2 separate regions of the Gossypium hirsutum genome follow, and region 2 is linked to region 1. A link is a contact called in public Hi-C data. All regions are on one chromosome and are shown on one strand. The core of a region is the stretch at or near the end of the contact, and the rest is flanking DNA. Distances in the headings are between cores, read along the strand shown.

Region 1 (4,040 bases), core at 1,169-3,668:
TAATTTCCGCCCCATAAGTCTGTCGAGGATCGTTTATAAAATAATCTCGAAAGCTTTGGCAAATCGGCTGAAAGATGTGCTACCCCATTGCATCAGAATTAAAGCGCGTTCGCGCTGGGAGAATGATCCATGACAACATCATTATCGTGTATAAATTAATGCATTACTTTTAAAGTTCAAAAAATGGCCTGAATAAAAATTTTGTGGTTAAACTCAATATGAGTAAAGCTTATGACCTCGTGGAATAGAATTTTCTAAAGGAAGCCATGAAAAAATTAGATTTCAAGCCTAGTTAGATTGAAAAAATTATGCGGTTAGTGGTTTAGTGTAATTCTATGCTGTCTGACTATAGCTATAGGCGGTTCCGACAGGGGACCCCTCTCTCCTTATCTGTTCTTGATTTGCATGGAAGCGTTCTCATGCATGCTTACCCATGCACATAATGCTAAGATCTTTAAGGGCATCTGAGCAAGTCAAAATGGTCTGAGTATTAGGGTGGGTTTAGATGGGCGATTGGGTACGGTGCGATACATTTAATTTACTTTTTACCTCATACTACAGTATCGCTACAGTATCTAATCTCACCGCCACCGCTGTTTTTATACTAATCGCAGGTAAATGCACCGCCCGTCCAAACTTACCCTTAATCACCTCTTTTTCACTGATGATGCTCTTCTTTTTATTAGGAACAAGAAAAACGAGGTGGAAGCTTTTAAGAACATTATTGAAGCTTTAGAAAAAGCTTCGGGTCATAGCATTAATTTTGAGAAGTCAATGGTATACTTTAGTCCTAATACTCCAGTGGTGCAACGTCATTTGTTTGAGGGCTGGCTTAAGACGAGAGTGGTGGATAAACTTGATAATTACCTTGGTCTCCCACTCACCATTGCTAAGAAAAAATCTACGGTTTTTAAAAGCATCTCTGACCGTATTTATTGCAGAATGAACAGTTGGTCAAAGAGACTTTTATCATTTGGGGGCAAAGATATCTTCATCAAATCAGCCCTCCAATCCATCCCAACATATGCCTTCTCGGTGTTCTTAGCTCCTAAAGGTGTCTTTGAGGATATCCAATCTAAGATTAGCAGCATGTGGTGGGGGGAGGGGAGAAAAACCGCCGCTGGTGTATGCTTGATTGGGAAAGGGTTTGCTTGCCCAAAGGAATGGAAGGTCTTGGCTTCGGGGATCTTCGTCTTTTCAATTTGGCTCTCTTAGGGAGACAAGTCTGGAGGCTTATGTCCTGCAAAGATACTTTATGCTACCGCGTCTTGAGCTCAAAATATTTTCCAAATGGTGGTGTCTTCAATCCAAAAAGATCCGACAAACCTTCCTATATTTGGCAAAACATTGACACGGCTGCTGGACATTTAAAAAAGGGTTTTGGGTGGTTGATGGGAGACGGGAGAAGCATTGACATTTGGCAGGATAATTGGGGGTTTGAGGGTTTGACTGGCGACTTAATTGGTTCTAATAAGTTGACCATCCATGAAAAATGAGCACGTGATCTCTGGAGTAATGATTACGAGGGGTGGAACGTGAACAGAGTGCATGCGATTTTCGGCCAAAATATGGGGGAGCAAATATGCTAAATCCCCATTATTCCTAATGCTCCTAATGACAGAAAAGGGTGGTTCCACAACCCCCATGGATATTATACATCGAAGTCCGCTTATTCTTGGTTGCTTCTTAAACAGATTGGATATGACCCGCATCGTCTTTTTTGGAGAACCATTAGGAAGATGAAGACCCTTGCAAAGATCCGGATTTTCTGTTGGAGAATAGGGAATGAAATCCTCCCTACTTATCAAAAGATCTCCACCATTCGAAAAGAGTTTGCTAAGGTGTGCCCTCGTTGCGGTCCTGAAAGTGAGACCTGATCCACGCTTTGAAAGAATGCCCGAATGCTCGTGAGATTTTGGCTGTGGGTGGTCTTAATGACAAGCTGCTTGATGGGGAATATACAAGGTGCGTGGATTGGATCGAAGATGCTATGGGGGAGATGGATCTACAGGCAGTGTCTGACTTTATCACTACTCTCTGGAACAGTTGGAACAATAAAAACAACTTCATTTCAAGAGGTAAGGAGGAGGAAGCAAGGATAGTTTCGGAAAGAGCATCGTCCCTGAGTAAAGAGTTCCGTATTCACAATTTGACAAACAAGCCTATCTTGCCTGTTACACCGGTTGAGATGAACTGGGTCAAACCCCAAAATGGTATTATCAAAATAAATTTTGACGCGACTATTGCTCCAACGATCATGGGATATGGGATTATTGCTCGAGACTGGGATGGCTTCGTGTTAGGGGGAAGCGAGGGCTTCATCGAATCGGGAATGCAAGCTGACTGGGCTGAGTTAAGAGCTTTTGAGGAGAGCATTGATTTTCGAAAAAAGTTTAACTTCAAAGACGTCCAGTTCGAAATGGACAGTGCTGGTCTGGTCAACCGCATCAACAATAGGTACAAAGACTTAACAATGATGGGCCACCGCCTTAAGGAAGTTTGTCCACATTTAAGGGATTTTAATTCCTCAAATATTATTTGGGCTAGTCGGTATTCTAATAGGATAGCTAATTTACTGGGTAAAAGGGCCTTAATTAATAAGTGTAATTTGACTTTCCTTATGGATTACCCTTTGGAGATCCATGACTTGGTTTCAAAAGATGCAATAAATTGAGGTCGACCTTTTAGGTCTTTTTATTAAAAAAAGAAAAGAAAAATATAACCTCACACTTTTAATCTGTCTCCGAAAATTTAGAAAAAAAAAATTGCCCATTAAATTAAGATAAAAAATAGAAATAAAATAACATTAAATAATTAAAGATAACACATAATAAAAACAAAATGAAAGTAAATCAATTAAAGAATGGAAAAATAAAAACAAAGCAGCTAACTCAAACATTTCAGAGGTCAATGGATTGCTTGTCACGATCCACATGAGGACCCTAATAATGCTTCAAGCATTGTTCACTAACTTTGAATGTGACCCCCATTTTCAGGTCTTTGATACTAACAGCTCCATGCGGGTATACTTGAGCTACTTTAAAGGGACCTGACCAACGAGATTTTAATTTACCAGGAAATAATTAGAGCCTAGAGTTGAACAACACCTATTGCACTGGATCAAATGCCTTGGCATAATTCTATTATCATGACAACGCTTGGTCTTCTCCTTGTACAACTTAGCATTTTCATATGCATGTGCCCTGAATTCTTCCATTTCATTCAGCTCTAACAACGTTTTATGGCCAACAGCGACCCAATCTATGTTCAGCTTTTTTAATAAAATGCTTTGTGCTCGAGCTCAGCAGGTAAATGACATGGCTTTCCATAAAAAGGCTTAAAAGGTGACATCCTCAACGGTGTTTTAAATGCAGTACAATAGGCCTACAAAGTTTCATCTAGTCTTGATGACCAATCCTTACAAGTTGGGTTCACCATTTTTTCTAGAATCTTATTGATTTTTCTATTAGAAACCCCAGCTTGTTCATTTGTTTGGGGATGATATGCCGTGGCAATCTTACGTTTCACCCCATACCGATGCAAGGCATTAGCCACTAGCTTGCAATCAAAATGAGATCCTTCATCACTAATAATGGCCCTAGTCATACCAAATCTTGTGAAAATGTTCTTGTGCAAAAACTTCATTACTGACATTGCATCATTAGTAGGAAGCACAACAGCTTCAACCCACTTAGAGACATAGTCCACTACAAATAGTATGTGTAGGTTGCCTACTGACGGTGGAAATCGACCCATAAATTCTATTCCCCATACATCAAACAACTCAATCTCCAAAATATTTTGCAATGGGATTTTGTGTCTCCTTGACAGATTTCTTGTCCTCTGACAACGGTCACACGATTGATAAAATCATAAGCATCATTGAACAGACTCGGCCAATAAAAACCTAACTGGAGTACTTTGGCAGCAGTTCTCATTCCTCCAAAATGTCCTCTGTAAGGAGCTAAATGACAATGTTACAGAATGTTATGTATTTCGTCATCAGGGACACACTTCCTAATTATCTTATCAGCACAATG
Region 2 (4,408 bases), core at 1,909-4,408, 250 kb before region 1:
GGGGTGTTACAGGAAATGCCACAATAAATTACCTTTTTCGATTACCAACCCAACCTCTCAACTACGGTGACCATTGGTTCGAACTCAACTGCGACAGCAACAACCACACCGTTTTATCCCTAAACCATGACAAATTCTACATCCAAAGCATTACATACGAATACTCTACGATTCAAGCTATCCAAACAAAAGCTATGACATTTTTAAGGTCACTAACCCTTGCCACTGCCATAGACATTGTCGCTAGTTTTGCTTTGTCTTCTGCCTTTGTTTTCTCTTCCTCATCTGCTTGCAATTCTTCTTATTTCCCCAACACAAAAAGAATAAGCCAATGCTATATGAGTTTTCAAGTAGAGATGAGTAGGTGCATTTGGTTGGATACGACGAAGAAAAGGTCTCGACCATTCTCATCACCAGAACTGTTCTTTGTGAAGCTTGCCCTACTGTTGTCGCCGCGATCCACAACCTTATACTATTGCTAAACCACTTTAGCAATTTTCTTTTCTTCTTCTCTTCTTCTTCTTTTTCTTTATACCCAACCTAGTTACAGTTCTTAAATTGGGGTCGTTTACACAGTGGGATGACAGGTCAGCTTTCTGTTACGTCTGTAACGGAAAATGATTATGGTGACTGATTTGTTATTTTTTTAAAATTTAGTGACTGAGTTGAAAGTTGAGTGACTGTTTTGTTATTGAAACCAAAGTTGAGTGACTGTTGATGTAATTTACCCTTTAATTTATAAAAGTTAAGTTGACATTTATAAGTGACACGTTACATTAATATGGCTTATTACATTAATCTAAATATGCCTGTTTTTATTATGATCAAAATATTTTTATATTTGTTTTACTATTTATAAATATTAATTCTTTTAAATTCGTAATTACCTTTCACAATAATATCATATTTAGAATTTGAAGTTTATATTCTTAGTAAAATAGATTTTTTTAATGCCACATTTTGTGATCATTTTTATGTATTGATGTGACTTTTGATCATATAGAGAGACCAAACGTATGCTATTATATTATACATTCAAAACTACAAATTTATGTTATTTTATATGGCATATGTATATATGCCAATTAAAAAAGTTAAAATAGGTTTAATCTCTTTACTCTTTATAAATTTAAAATTCAGTTTTTGTATTTTTATTTTTAAAAAATTAATTTTTTATTTTTCATATTTCAACATTCAGATTCAAATATTATTTTTCTTATTTTTTTTGTTAAATTTGTGTGAATTTTTTAAATAAAAAAGTGTAAACTACCAATTCAGTCACTTGAATTTACCCGTGTTCTTATTTTGGTCATCCATTTCAAAATTTTGTTATTTTAGTCACTCTTATTAAATAAGTTGTCAATTTTAATCACTCTCATTAGATAAGTAATCAATTTTAGTCACTATACCGTTAAAATAAGTTTGATCACCAAATAGAATGCTGACGTGGCTTGGTACAATAATAAAATCAGACCTCCATGTTTACCCATTTTATTAATTTAATCCTGATTTGGAAAAAAAATAACTACAAATTTAACCTTTAATATTTACACATTATACCAATTTAACCATGATTCTAAAATTAAAAATATATAAATTAAAATAGAAAATAGGAATACAAAAAGATTAATAAAATTTATAAACACATATTAAAACTCGTAAAAATTTATAAAATACTCAAACAAGAAATATCTGTGGAAAGATGGTGGGGATGAGATGATTTTCAATTACAGGGTAAAGAAGATAGTGTTCTTATTATATTAATTGGATTGGGAAAATTGAATCTTTGTTTGTCATTTTAACAAATGCTTGGTGTGAATTTATTTTAAGCAATGAAATTTGATTTCCTCTTTAACAATATTATCTAATTAATTGTCTTTCAAATTCCAAAAATTTAGGAATCTTCGTTTTTATTTTGATTCGAATGAACAATTTAAATTGCCAATAAAAACTTAAATAAAAAATTAATCCATTTTTACTATGAAAAATTGAAGTCAAACTTATATAAGCTCAAAATGATAAGTGTCAAAAACATTTGAGGGAACGAGAAAGAAAAACCGGCATTGATTGATAAAGATGAGAATAAAAACTGTGGACTTTGGGGGAAGGAAGGTGTGAAAATATAATAAATTTTCAATATATTTTTATAATTTTTTGAGTATTTCATATATTTTTATAAATTTTAATAATTTTTTAATTTTTATGTATTTTTAAATTTAAATTTTAGAATCATGGTCAAATTGGTATAATGTGTATATATTAAAGGCTAATTTTGTTATTATACTAGGTCAGGTCAACATTCTGTTTAGTGATTAAACCAATTTTAACAGTAGAGTGAATAAAATTAACAACTTATTTAACATGAGTGACTAAAATAAAAAATTTTTGAATTTTGTGATTAAAATAGGGACGCAGGTAAACTCGGGTGACTAAATATGTAGTTTACCTTAAAAAAAAACTCACTTTGTAGCAATGTAACAAAAAAAATGTTATAATAAACTTGAATTTGATAAAATAGTTTTAACAGTGTTAATAGTTAGATCTAAATTTTAAAATTTAAAAAATATAGAGATTAAATTCTAAAAAATAAAAATTCAAATATTAAAATTTAAATTTATGAAAAATACATCAACTTATAAAATATTTGAACCTAAAAGAAATTAAAGAATACTCATTAAAAATAAAGATTATTATTAAAATTAAAATTGGGATAAATACAAATATGAGTTTAAAAAGATTACTTTGATATATTAGAGTTTTGACCCTTCAAAGTATAAAAAATGTGTTGTTTAAAACAGTTGGGTCTGACTCATCATGCTTTCCTGCCCACTTATTTCACCTGCCCACCTATTTCAACCGCAGTTGTTTTGAGAAACTTTTAGAAACGCCTATTTTCTATTCCTATGTTTCTTCTCAATTTTGTCCTTGTTACTTTTAAATAAAATTAATGCGTGGAATATGTTTTATTTTTAATAACATTTTCAATTGAATTTGTGTTTATATAGTAGAATTTATATTTCTTTGGACTTTAGTGAATAATAAATTATATAAATTAGGTTATTTTCTTGAGTAAAAGGTGGGTATTTCTTTTTTCAAAATTCAGTAAATAAATATTTTTATATTTAAGAGATAGTATTTATCAAAATCACTTCGGTTTTCATATTTAATAAAAAATGTTAGGTGGACGAACATAAAAAGATTAGATGGGGGTGGGAGGGGTAAAAGCGGAAAAGAGGACGAAAAAATGAAAAACCAGGTACGAAAAAGTGAGGAAAGATCCCACGGGCAGTCCATGTGTTGCTTGGAAAACACGACATAAGAAGAAACTAACCGATAATCTCGAAGCCACCACCTCTCTCTGTATCTCTTTTAAAGCCCCTAACCCCTGCCCCCCTTTACCCTCACTTCCGTCTCTCTCTTCTTTCCTCCTAGCCCAAAAAAAAAAAACCCTCTTTCCTTTCTCTCGTTCTTTTTCCCGTTCAATCATGTCTTGCTTCATTAGCAAATATGCCGGTAAGTACCCTTCCCTTGCTATTTCCTTTGCTCTTTATTTTATGTTTATAATCTTAATCTCTCGGATCCATCTTAGTGTTTTTTTTGTCTGATCTGTTAGTTGTTTTGATAGTTTGACGAGAAAAAATCGTTAGTTGATTTGCTTGTTTTAATTATACCAACTGTATTTTGATATATGGATTTCTTCGGATCTTCTAAGGTCTGGTTATATTGTCTTATGATCTGTCAGTGGGTGTTAACTACATGGTTAAATTTTGGGGTAATATCTGAAGATCTAGATCTGCATGTTTGTACTCGCTTATTATTACTCCAGTCATTTTTTTAAATACCATGATATGATTCAGTTCAAGATTTCAGGAAAAAAAAGATTGATGAAGTTGATAATGTTAATTTTATCTGCTTGGTGTGTTTTCATTTTGGATCTGAGATTTCTGAATCTTAGCCATGCACCCTTTTAAGGTTTTTTTTTCTTTCTGTTTTTAAATATTTGGATCTCTGTTTATTAAACCTTTAATGGGGAATTGGTGGCTTATTATTATTTTCTGAATCATGAATCTTGTAGATGAGTTGGCTAAAAACGCTGCTTACATTGGAACCCCTGGAAAGGGTATCCTTGCTGCTGATGAATCCACTGGCACCATCGGCAAGCGTCTTTCAAGCATTAATGTAGAGAATGTTGAAGATAACAGGCGTGCTCTCCGTGAGCTCCTATTCACAACTCCAGGAGCTCTTCAGTACCTCAGTGGTGTTATTCTCTTTGAGGAAACCCTTTATCAAAAAACCGCTTCGGGTATTACTAAAAATACTATGATAATATTAAGAACCGCGGTAGTGTTATTCCTTTTTAAGAGTTATGGATGGTTGTTGATTTCTGATATTGATGTTTATTGTGCAG

The links. Hi-C and Micro-C count contacts between places; a contact is called where the count stands out from the background.
Region 2: a contact with region 1 is called in a Hi-C map of hypocotyl, with 2.7 times the contacts expected there. The contact joins the promoter of LOC107899428 here to the enhancer-like site in region 1. A contact is called at or near these places in 5 of 34 Hi-C or Micro-C datasets (anther, hypocotyl, leaf and 1 more).

Annotation. Positions count from the first base shown.
Region 1 is chrD04:37,672,384-37,676,423 of Gossypium_hirsutum_v2.1, reverse strand. No RefSeq gene overlaps it. Among protein-coding and RNA genes, the nearest start is that of LOC121216498, 7.0 kb to the right of the region's middle. Within about 2 kb of position 2,418, at least 7 of the 9 cell types and tissues checked have an H3K27ac peak or open chromatin away from gene starts, as enhancers often do. A contact at or near this core is called in hypocotyl and leaf, where this site is marked.
Region 2 is chrD04:37,920,370-37,924,777 of Gossypium_hirsutum_v2.1, reverse strand. It overlaps LOC107899428 (fructose-bisphosphate aldolase 6, cytosolic), which reads left to right and starts at 3,158. Exons shown (of 3, transcript XM_016825139.2): 1 at 3,158-3,513; 2 at 4,076-4,303. The coding sequence starts at 3,486.